Linked DNA regions of Mus musculus: region 2 is linked to region 1. Evidence: chromatin contacts called from public HiChIP or PLAC-seq data. All regions are on one chromosome and are shown on one strand. Each heading gives the region's core, a stretch centred on a gene start, on an enhancer-like site or on the middle of the called end of the contact. The rest is flanking DNA. Distances are from core to core; before and after follow the strand shown. Region 1 has its middle 83 kb from the start of Gm41533. Region 2 overlaps Gm41534 (a long non-coding RNA gene).

Region 1 (5,833 bases), core at 1,626-4,125:
TGTTTGTGCAGAAATAGAAACCCTGACTAAGACAGTGTTACAGGATGTACACTGAAAAGCATAAAGTTGTTAATTTCTCCTTTCTATTTTTGTCTCTCAAGCTCTTGAATGAGTTATTTTGATTTGGTCCCTTATGAATATATTCAATTGATTGTGAGCAGATTTGTAAAGAATTGTAAATGTGAGCTTCACCTGCTCTGTAGATCAATGATGAGTGTAGTGGTGTTGTGATTTCTTATCAGAGTGTTCATGGGCTTTACAGCTGGGCCATTTCATAGAAGAACCCGGTAAGTAACTGTTTCTTTCTTAGGAGAGTTCCAGTGGTGTGTCTTGTAAAAGTTCTGTAGAACCTTCATGCCAGAAGACTAGTTGATAGGAAGGGAGGGAAGTAAGAAGGGGGACAGTCCCCACATTTTCTATAGCTGTATGGGTCTCAAAACCACAAATGTCACTGAGACCTGAAGCCTAATCATAAGCTCTTATTTTGTGCTTTCACACACTGTGGAAAGTTCTGGAGTCCTTTGAGGCCAAAGCACTATATAAAATAGAGTATTATGTGATCTAAGGTAGGGAAGCAGTCCCAGTACAATACAAAAACAAATGGGTGTGGTGTGAACCAACACACTTTATTTATAAGAGCAGCTGGCAGACCCAATTTGGCCCTGGGGCTGAGGTTTACAGCTACTACTTACGTTCTGTGGAAGCCTGTCCCAGGATCCAGTTAAAATTCAGGTAGTTCCAGTGTGCTCACAGTGGTTGTGTGGTTCTAACCTTGGCTTAGCACAGAGATTAGTGATTGTTAATTTCAAACACTGCTATGAAACACTTGTCTACGTGTACTTTTAGAAGGATTCTGAGGCTGTTGGCTTAAGCAGCAAAGCGTGCTATAATTGATTAGTAACACCAAAAGCAGGCAAAGCTGAGAATATGGTAGCACATAGATCATGTTTTTATTTTGTTTTAGGATTTAAGTAATGACTTAAAAGGCCTCATCTTCACATAATGTTTTTCTGATTCTTTCTAGCTTGATTCTTTTCAACATCTTGACACAGATTCAACGTTGTCTAAAGGTTTGACCTAATACGGTGTCCCATTTTTTTTTTAAGTTTCAAGAATATTTCAATACCATTTTATTACTTCAAATATTAAGTCAGATGATAAAGATTTTAGGATCTATCTTAAGAAATTCGGTCATCTGATGCAGCCATGTTTTGAGAAAGGCATCAGGTGATTTGGTTGACCTGTTGCAGAGTGTTTATGGTACTTAGTAAAACAGCTGGGAGGTCACCAGGCCATAGGATTTTAAAGGAACATAATCATATGTTCTTTGTGGCACATAACAAATTTGTTCATTAGTGTATATTCATTTAACAAATACCAGGTTTTATTTATGTAAGTTACAATCATTTACATCAAGTACTATAATCACATTAACCCTTGATTACGGTGTCTTGCTCACCTTTACCCTTCTTCCATTCCCTTCTCTGTTCCTAACCATGCCATAATTTGAAATGAGATACCATTTGCATTTTGTGTATCTCTAATGTGTTCCTTTAATGCTCACTAACCTCATATTTATATCTGTGGCCTGCTTTCATCACAGACCTTCCTAATTTCTTTAGTGTATCTCTGGTAAAGGCTAGAGTCGTTTTGAAAGTCACCAGGAGGGGAAAATGTGCTGAACTAGCTGTTTCCCCACCATGTCAGCAGATGAATAAGCATTGCCTGGTGAGTTGACACACCTGGTGCATCTGCTGATGGTCATAGAGAAGAGAGGAGGGAGGGACCACCAATGTACAGAAGAGAACAGAATTTTAACTGTTTGTCTCTCCAAATTGATATGCTATTTCCCTCACTTGGAGTTCCTCGTGACTTGTACTCAAAGTTTCACAAAGTTGTAGCTGTTATCTCAGCAGCACCAGTGTGAACAGAAAGGTCCAAGAAAGGAAAATCCACGGAAGATAAATCCAAGAAAGGTAAATCCGTGGATCCTTTCAATGGGGGCTGGGCTTTAGCCTGCCAACTCATTTATTGTTCTCTGTCTTTGAAAGAGCAAATAAATGTTCAGAAATATTTTAAAGGCCATTTTGAACACTGTTGTAGATTAGAAAGGCTTTACACACCAGAAAATGGCATATGAGGAGGAAAAAGATGGGCGATAAGAGGAGGAGGGTGAGAGGTGCTTATCCCAGCCTGGCTTCAGCTGGAGTTCTGTAAATTACTAGAATTCTAGGCAGTACTTTGCATATCTGTGTGTGCTCACTGTTGTGTTTTATAAAAAAACAGGGAGAGAGGGACTATGTTTGGTGGATGTGTAGTCAGGTGTGGGGGAAGGGCGTGTCTCTGAAGGTTCATGCTGAGGCATCCTTTTCCCCAGAGGGACCAAGAAGGCAAGAGAGAGCAGAGGGGGCAAACAACATCTTTTATAGTGAGTCAGGCACACCTGGCTGTTGCCAGGTAAGGGTGGGGTTGAGCCTAGACAAAGTGCCAACACTCACAAGCGGTGCAGATTTTAGGGTGACATGCTAGTGCTCCTACTGGGTCTGTGGATTGAATTCTTATCCAGAGATTGTAATCTGAGTGATTTATATAATCGCTAAATCCAGCTAGAGGACTGAGAGAATGGAGCAAAGAAAAAATGGAGTACAGAGGAAACTATTTCATCCTTTGTTTCCCGGGGTGGCCCTTCAGGATTTAGGTTCTAGGACAAAGAGGAGCAATGGCAGCCGAGGCAGGCTTTTCTGCTAATCAATGACATCTAACTGCTACCCCCACTCTCTGTTATGAGAACAGCTGGCGCACCCTGGAGAGGTCCTGACAGTGAGGGAACAGCCCAAGGACAAGGCACAGCTGAAAGCCAGCTTGGTTGCAAATTAGAATATAATGGCAGAGCTGCTTCTGCTGAGAAGCGATTTGCATCAGAGCTCACCAACAAAGCACACGCTGTAGAGCCAGCTTTTGTGAGAAAGGGATGCCAGAAGCACTACATTTGTCAATAACATGCAAGAGTCGCTAAAGACAGAGAAGCTGAGTTGGGCTCACCTGCCACTAGGCTTGCTACACAAGAACATTCATTTTTTTTCCACTCAAAGGATATTTGTATTTAACTTTCAGTAAATGGGTAAAATTCCTCTTGACATACTTGTTAGCTGTCCCTTCTGTCCCTCCATGGAGCTGTGCTCACATCTAAATTACAGGTCTGCATAAATGCAGCGCTTAGACCTGATTTTCATTAAGTCACGTGCTTATAACCCTGCTATCTGTTTCCCCAAATGATGGAGTTGCTATGTTTTTTATGTCAATACACCAGCATCTAAGAATTCTAAGCAACTACAATACAATCTTTAAATGTTTTAAGAGATGTACAAAAGGGTGAAACCTAAGTTTGATGGTGTGAAATCCAGAAAGCAGACTCAGTGTAAACGAAAGTTTGTAATAATGGTGATGAGAGTTCTGAAAGAATGGGGGACCCTGGAAAAGAAAGCAGTTGGGTAGGGTACCATGCTAGTAGGTGATGCGTTAATAAAAAGATAAAGAGAGAAGGGGGGTTATGTTCTATGGAGGTATGGTGAGGTGGGAAGGGAGTGCCCTTCCCCCAAAGGGACCAGTCACATGATAGTATAGTACAGAGTTTATTCAGGGCATTGGGAGGGGAGTTAAGAGGGTAGTCAAGGCAGAGAAAGGTAGGGAGAAGTAGTGGAGAAGATGAGTAGAGGCCGGCCATGAGCACGTGGAGAGAGAGTGGAGAAGGAAATGGGGAGGGGGGGGGAAGGGGTAAGAGGACAGAGTCAGAGCAAGAAGGAAAGGGCAAGAGAAGAACAAGAGAGGGAAGAGGGAGCAAGCAGCCCCATTTATAAGTGGGTAAGACCTTGCCAGGTAACTGTGGGGTGGAGCTTAGACAGAATGCTAACAGTAGGACTCTCCAATAACACCAGTAAACAGCATGGAGGAGCATAATGTAGGAGTGAGTGATGGCTTGGTTATGTCCTCTTTAACAGTATATGGAGTATAGGGTACACCTACCAAATAAACAGGACCATTGCTTTGTGTGTGTACAAAGACCCACTGCAATAGCACAGTTGTGGAGCTTCGAGATGCTCTATATGCTCAGATTGTCATCTTCATTGGTGATAAGTTTTGCATAGATAGAAACTCATTCTTTTTAGAGTCTCCAGGTCTTAGCTCAACTCACAGTTGTGATAGCAAACAACATACTGCATTAAAATTCTTCATGATCAGCCTGATCCTGTCTACAGTCCTTTGTTTTTCAGTCCTGCCCTGGATTTTCTCCTGTGCTATTCTCATGAAGCTGTCCTGTAATGCTGCTTCCTTTATCCTCAGTGTAGACCCATGCACGATTCAGCACAGTGTAAGCTACACACACACATACACACACACACACACACACACACACACACACACACACACACACACACACGAGGTCTCCCCTTTTGGTTTTGAATACGAACCTTTCTTCCTTTGTAATTTAGAGCTCCTAACTGTCGCTTTCACTCTGACTCTTCCAAGGCTTTCTACAAGCCTTTTGCAAGAAGATCATATGTTTCAAAAGAGGTAACTATTTACTGCTGCTCGCCCAGGTTTCCTGCTGTGGTCAAAGTGATTTGTAAATCACTCTGAGAATGTGCTAGGTTAGTGAGGGTCTACTCTCTGACATTTCCCTCAGATTTTTCTTTGGGGTGGGGTGGGTTCACTGTTTCATCAACATTTGTGTATTGCTTGATGAAGCAGAGGTTGGGCCCCTTGATCCAGTGTTCTGATTAGGGATCCTATACTATAAGCTTTCTGTTCACTTCCTATGTCAGCAGCCATAGCCACATAGTCTCTATATGGTTAGATGGGTTTCTTTTGAGATTTCAAATCTCAACTTTTCTTTTTCTCTGGAGCATGAAAGTTAGGAGTAAGTAAGTGTCATTAAATAGTGCTAGAAAGATTTTAGTTAGTTAATTTTAGTTAGTTAAATTACAATGCTCTTTTGTTTTCTCAGATTTTAGGTGGAGAACTTAAAATCATAACATTTTCCATAACGTTTTCAAACACTTATTTTTTTGAAAGGCTTTTCAGCACATGCACTGCAAACAATAAAACTCAGTCTATGCATTATTCTATTTAGTTTTCCAATGATGTTTCAAAGGAATTTAGCCTTTAAGTCTACAGATCAGTACTCAAAGGAGATTGTCAGCTTTATACAATCTAGATCACCTGTGAAGGCAGTCTCAATGAGGGTTTGTCTAGATCAGGTTGGCCTGTGGGCGTGTGTGTGTGTGTGTGTGTGTGTGTGTGTGTGTGTGTGTGTGTAGTGGGCTACCTTGGTTAAATGAATTGAAGTGGGAAGAACCATCATGAATGTGGGCATCATTTCATGAGCTGGGTCCTGGACTCCGTAAGACGGGAACAGGCAAGCTGAGTACTAGCATGTATGGTCTCATCTCTCTGCTGGACTGCAGATGTGACTGGCCTCTTCAAGTTTCTGCCCCTTTAACTTTCTCGCAACGATATAATATGACCAGGATTGTAAGCTAAAATAAACCCTTTCATCCTAAGTTGGTTCTGTCAGGGCATTTATCATAGCTATTGGAAACGAAACAAGTATTTGATCACTATAGTAATTAAAAATAAGCCAAACTAAAAAATCTTCTGAGCTCTACTTTCAGGTTAAGGAAGACTTCATACTATTGAAAATGTGGACTTTTTCTATAAGTAAGTAAAGCCACAGCATCTTTCACCTTATTTTCTATAAAAACATGTAATAGTCCATTGAAAGGATATAAAAAAGGCAAGATTCACAATCTCTTTCTATCGGATAGGACTGTTC
Region 2 (6,016 bases), core at 1,247-3,746, 450 kb after region 1:
AATAGAAGGAGGAAAAATAAAGAAAATAATAACAGTGATGTCTGAAAAATCTACAAATATCATTACCCAAAAACCATGTAATGTACTTAATTCTATGCATTAAAAAATAAAATCACATAGTTTAAATGAATTTTCTCATCTGGGAGAGAGTGGGTACTCAAATAGCCCTAGACCATATAAAATAAAAACCAGAATACTAGAAGTGAGAAGCCCTCTTTTGAGTTGTTGGCCATGGCTGTCCAAGGGACTCTAAAAACTATTCTTGGGAGGAATGAAGTATCCATGCCTTGATCTTCCTTCTTGATTTTCTTGTGTTTTGGAAGTTGTATCTTGGGTATTCTAGGTTTCATTCCTCCCAAGAATAGTGAATAAAATATGCATGGAAGGAGTTGCAGAGACAAAGTTTGGTGCTAAGACGAAAGGATGGACCATCCAGAGACTGCCGCACCCAGGGGTCCATCCCATAATCAGCCACCAAATGCAGACACTATTGCATACGCCAGCAAGATTTTGCTGAAAGGACCCTGATATAGCTGTCTCATGTGAGGCTTTGCCAGTTCCTGGCAAAAACAGAAGTGGATGCTCACAGTCATCTATAGGATGGAACACAGGACCCCTATTGTAGGAGCTAGAGAAAGTACCCAAGAGCTGAAGGGGTCTGCAACCCTATAGGTTGAACAACAATATGAACTAATCAGTACCCCCCAGAACTCGTGTCTCTAGCTGCATATGTAGCAGAAGATGGCCCAATTGGCCAGCATTGGGAAGAGAGGACCCTTGGTCTAGCAAACTTTATATGCCCCAGTACAGGGGAAAGCCAGGGCCAAGAAGTAGGAGTGAGTAGATAGGGGAACAGGGTGGGGGGAGGGTATAGGGGACTTTTGGGATAGCATTTGAGATGTAAATGAATAAAATATCCAATTAAAAATAAAGAAAAAAAAAAGAGACACTAAAAACATATAGCCTCTTGCCATTGCCTTTGGTTTTCAGATCATTCCCTAATAGTGAAGACACCATCCATTTCAGGTGTTCTCATGGCCCAGAGACCCCAGATCTGTAATTGATATGGACACACTTCTCTGAAGGCTGGCTTTCATGGTAGCAGAAGGGACCATGCAACCTTTTAATGGAGGATCAACAATCCAACACAGGTATGACACCTATGAATCACATCAAAGACAATGTGGTATAATTACTCTGGGATTACATACCTGTCTGGTAACCAACAGCTCTCTAATTAGACTTAAGACCTGATTAAGAACAAGAAAATTATTCCTGGTATTGGAAACTTAGCTAAATACTCCGTGATAGTGAAGTAATGGTTATTGGAAGAGAATCTACAATTACTAATTTACTAAACAATCATAATGTCAAACAATAACCCATAAACATTTGTCCTTACAATCACAGAAAAGTATAATCTTTACTTCTCATCAAGGAAACTTCTCTTTGAAACAGAAGACCACTGCAACCAATCAAAATGCAGAGTTGTGGACCACTGTGGAAGATGGAACAGAAAGATTTTAAAAGTCAATTATTTGCATCTCTTATTACTATCAGAAGATACACCAATTAAATTCTCACCGTTACTGTTCATATGTCATAAGAACAAGACAAGAACAAGAGACTTGTCAAATTGGTTGAGCGGAATCCATGAGGCCTCAACCATACACAGAGAACTATAGGCAAGTGAGAAAATCTGGAAATGGGAAGAGGTGGCCTTCTACAGAGAAAAGCACAGCACTGATTATCAAGTGCCAAATGATCAACCCTAAATACATACTTGCAGTCCATTTTATGATCTGAACACGTTATATTTAGAAATATAAGTGGATATACATATATGCAATAACAATTAGTGAATAAAAGGCTATAAATTTGAAGAAGAGCATGGGAGTATGTAGGAGGACTTAGAGGGAGGAACAGAAAGAGAAAATGTTGTGATGAAATAATAATCAAAAAGTAGATGAAAGTGAAAATATTATTAGGACTTTGTGAGACTGTTTTCATTGTCATGTAATTGAAAAATACTTAGCTTAAAATCATTTTTCTGTAAGTAAATTCCATGAGAAATCTCAAAATAAAGAAATGAAGGAAGGAAGGAAGGAAGGAAGGAAGGAAGGAAGGGAGGAAGGGAGGAAGGGAGGAAGGGAGGAAGGAAGGAAAGGAGGAAGGGAGGAAGGGAGGGAGGGAGGGAGGGAGGGAGGGAGGGAGGGAGGGAGGAAGGGAGGAAGGGAGGAAGGGAGGAAGGAAGGAAGGAAGGAAGGAAGGAAGGAAGATAAAAGGAAGGACCGAAGAAATCAAGGGAGGAAGGAAGAATAGCAGTTTTTCCAGATGTGACTGATCTGTATCCTTAACATCTCACTAATACACCGACCTCTCAAAGCCTTCCTTCAGCATCCAGGGGTTACCTCAGAGCTCTTGCACAGGCACACTCTGATCTGGTTATCTGTTAGAAGTGCTGACTGCAAGGCTCTAATGAAGGGAAATCTGTTTTGACATAATCAGTTCTGTTGGATGTGTTGTTAGAAACCATGCAATAAGCCAGCTGCACACAATACCGCTAATTCCCGCTGATTGGTCTTTGCCAGCTTGTCACAACCCTGAATACCAGCTTTTGAAGAAGCACAGACCCAGGGCAATGAATGCTGCCAGACTTCACCTTTCTAGGGCTGTTACTCCAGGCCTTAGAAAGACAATGTAGTTAGACTGTGTTAGCCTGCCATAATGATCCAGGCCCCACATAGATAGCCTGCACAGGGAAAGGGATTAGGACAATTTCTTAGTAAAACAGAGAATGCAAAGATATTCTTGGTTTATTTTTTACTTATATTTTAAAAAGAGAGGAGCTGTGAGACTGCAATATAGATAAAAAAAATACCAGGAGATTAATAAACTTCCAGTTTGGGTTTACCAATGTCCTTTATGTTTCATATGTTTTCAAATTTCCTCTGAGTTTGTAGTCTTAACTCCCTTTTCATTGTTTAACTAAAAAGTGTTTTGTTAACTTGCTAGGTTGTGACTGTTCAGAAGGTTGGCATGCTAGCATTTGATATAAGTGAAATAACTTGATGGAATGTAACCAGATCATATTTTTAAAGTTTTATTATTAACATTTACAACAAGTATTATAAACATACTTTATCATAGACATTTTAGAAAATAAGTATGAATGTATGTATTCCTCAAAAAGTATATAAATGTGTCAGTAGACTTTCTGGATGCATATCTATAGACAGGTCTGAGATATACAACAGGAACATGAAAAATACTACATTACCATCTCTCTCCTTCTGCCAATACATATTATTAGCATGGTTTAAGATCTAATGGGTTTTATACTCAGTACAGTTTTTGATTTTCAAAGGATATTATTATAGAAAACAAAACTTTATGGGAGTCACTTATGTACATGTTATATATTGTTACAGGAAATAATTTTTATATTGATGCTATCTCTTTAGCCAGCTTGAGTATATTTCATCTCAACAATGACACTACCCCTTCAGCTTGAGCCAATGTATCTAGTAGCAGCAGGAGATCCAGTTATAAACTATACTCTAAGGATCAGATTAAAATGCGGTAAAAATGCAGTTAGTTGATGCCAGTGCTGGCAGGCAATATCAGATCACAAGCTCATTTCCTGTTTTTTTTCTCAAGCTCATTAAAAAAATTATTAGATATTTTCTTGATTTACATTTCAAATGCTATCCCAAAAGTCCCCTATACCCTCCCCCAGCGCTGCTCACCTATCCACCCACTCCCACTTTTTGGCCCTGACATTCCCCTGTACTAGGGCATATAAAGTTTGCAAGACCAAGGGGCCTCTCTTCCCAATGATGGCTGACTAGGCCATCTTCTGCTACATATGCAGCTAGAGACACGAGCTCTGGGGGTACTGGTTAGTTCATATTGTTGTTCCACCTGTAGGGTTGCAGACCCCTTCAGCTCCTTGGGTACTTTCTCTAGCTCCTCCATTGGGGGCTCTATGTTCCATCCTATAGATGACTGTGAGCATCCACTTCTGTATTTGCCAGGCACTGGCATAGCCTCACATGAGACAGCTATATGAGGGTCCTTTCAGCAAAATCTTGTCAAGCTCATTTTTAAACTATTTCCAAGACTTCATTCAACTCAAGCTCATTTCACAAGGAGCTGGGATATTCTGTCTCAAAAGTAGGCTCCACATGCAGCTAATATTCTGAGTTATGAGAAAAGCTGGTGGTACTTAGATCTGAGCTATCTGCAGCAATTTGCCTCTCATGATCCCCCTTTTATGTGGCTACAAACAGTCATAATAGTATTAATTGCTCCTTCATTGACATCCTATAAAGTGTCTGTAAATGTTGCTGTTTTACCATTTCGTGTTTTAAACATGTACTTTCCTCATATAAACTTGTTTCTCCTTGGAATTCTATTATGACATCCTAGGGTATATGTGCTCAGACATTTTATACCACCAGGAATTACTCAATTACATGCACTGTAAAATGTTTCTTTTATTGAAAATACTTATTTTCCATGCAACATATTTTGATTATGGTTTCCTTCCTCTACTTCTCTCAGTTCTTACCTTCTCCCTTCCCATCTGGACTCACTCCCCTTCTCTCCTAACAAAACATAAGGCATCTAAGGGATAATAATAAAATAACATAGAATAGAAAATATAGAATATAAAACACTCTTACACTCTTTCCCTTTCCTCTTCCACAGGGTTGTCTGAGGCCTGGGGGGAAGGATTTGATGGAGACATCTTTAAGTGTGTGTGTATGTGGATTGGTGGTGGTGATGGTGGTAGTGCTATACTTGAAAAGTCTCCATTGATTTCATTCTTACTTGAAGTAAGTAGTACTCTCTTATTCAATCTTTGGCAAACATTCTGTTTTATTCAAAATTTAGATACTTCTCTATATATGAAGAAAATAGATTTTCCATGTAAAATTTAAGAACATGTCCAAAAGAAGATTTTTCAATAAAGTTAAAGCAATTTATTTTCTTTATTTATAATTGTAACATTTCTTCATTCCCTTTCCTCTCTCCAAACCCTTCCATATATCCTTTTCCACTCTTTATGTTCATGGTTTCATTTTCCACTAATTGTTATTTTGTGTGTGTGTGTGTGTGTGTGTGTGTATAAAATATAACATATATGTAACATATGTGTGTAACATATATACACACAAACACACATATATACATATATCATTATGTGTGTATATATATGTATACATACATATGTATATACAGACACACATACATAGTTACTTGTGTGTATGCATGTTTTTAGGGCTAACCATTTGGAATTGAACAAAATACTAGTAAGATCTTCTTTGGGGAAGAACTTCTCATTTCCAGCTTTTCTCAGTTGCCTACAGTTCATTGATTCGGGTTGATACCATGTAGGATTTTCCAGGTCTACTTCAGCATGTCCATTACTGCTCTTGTTATGCAGCCATGTTGGTGAGACTTTATGGGTATATCTTCTGACATTGCTAGGAGACAAAATTTCACAGAAAACTCCCAGATCTTCTGGCTCTTTATGATCTTTCTTCCTTCTCTTTTTCAGTATTCTCTGAGCATTAGGGACAAGAGTGTTTTTATAGATCACTGGGCTTCACAAGTATTCATTTTGATGGCTGTGGACAAGTTTTCTTGATGAAGATTAAAAGCTACAGTTCTGTGAGTTATCTAAGAACAAATTTTATAAATTGTAGTTCAGGATTATGCTGGTCTAGTAAACCAATGGCTGTAGATTCTGCTCCAATAACCATGACTTTCCTAGCACTGAGTAGTTACCTAGGCTTTTAGAACCAGGCACAGTCTTCCTCTTGTCGAGCAAGTCCTGAGTCCAATTAGAGAGCTGTTGGTTACTGGCAAGATATGTGTGTCACTACTGCACCTGTAGTGCTATTGTGCCATACTGAGTATTGATGTGGTTCACAGATGTCACGGTTGTGTCAGAATGCAGTTTGTTTCCCTCCTTTGGAAGATTACATGGCACCTTCTTGTACCAAGA

Evidence for each region. HiChIP or PLAC-seq counts read pairs in DNA pulled down with a chosen protein or histone mark.
Region 2: a contact with region 1 is called in an H3K4me3 HiChIP or PLAC-seq map of embryonic basal ganglia, with 3 times the contacts expected there. The contact joins two enhancer-like sites.

The regions. Positions count from the first base shown.
Region 1 is chr17:15,987,631-15,993,463 of GRCm38.p6, forward strand. No RefSeq gene overlaps it. Among named protein-coding and RNA genes, the nearest start is that of Gm41533, 83 kb to the left of the region's middle. Within about 2 kb of position 2,876, at least 41 of the 459 cell types and tissues checked have an H3K27ac peak or open chromatin away from gene starts, as enhancers often do. A contact at or near this core is called in embryonic basal ganglia, where this site is marked.
Region 2 is chr17:16,442,220-16,448,235 of GRCm38.p6, forward strand. The region is part of intron 2 of Gm41534 (a long non-coding RNA gene); the gene reads left to right. Among named protein-coding and RNA genes, the nearest start is that of Gm41534, 210 kb to the left of the region's middle. Within about 2 kb of position 2,497, at least 10 of the 459 cell types and tissues checked have an H3K27ac peak or open chromatin away from gene starts, as enhancers often do. A contact at or near this core is called in embryonic basal ganglia, where this site is marked.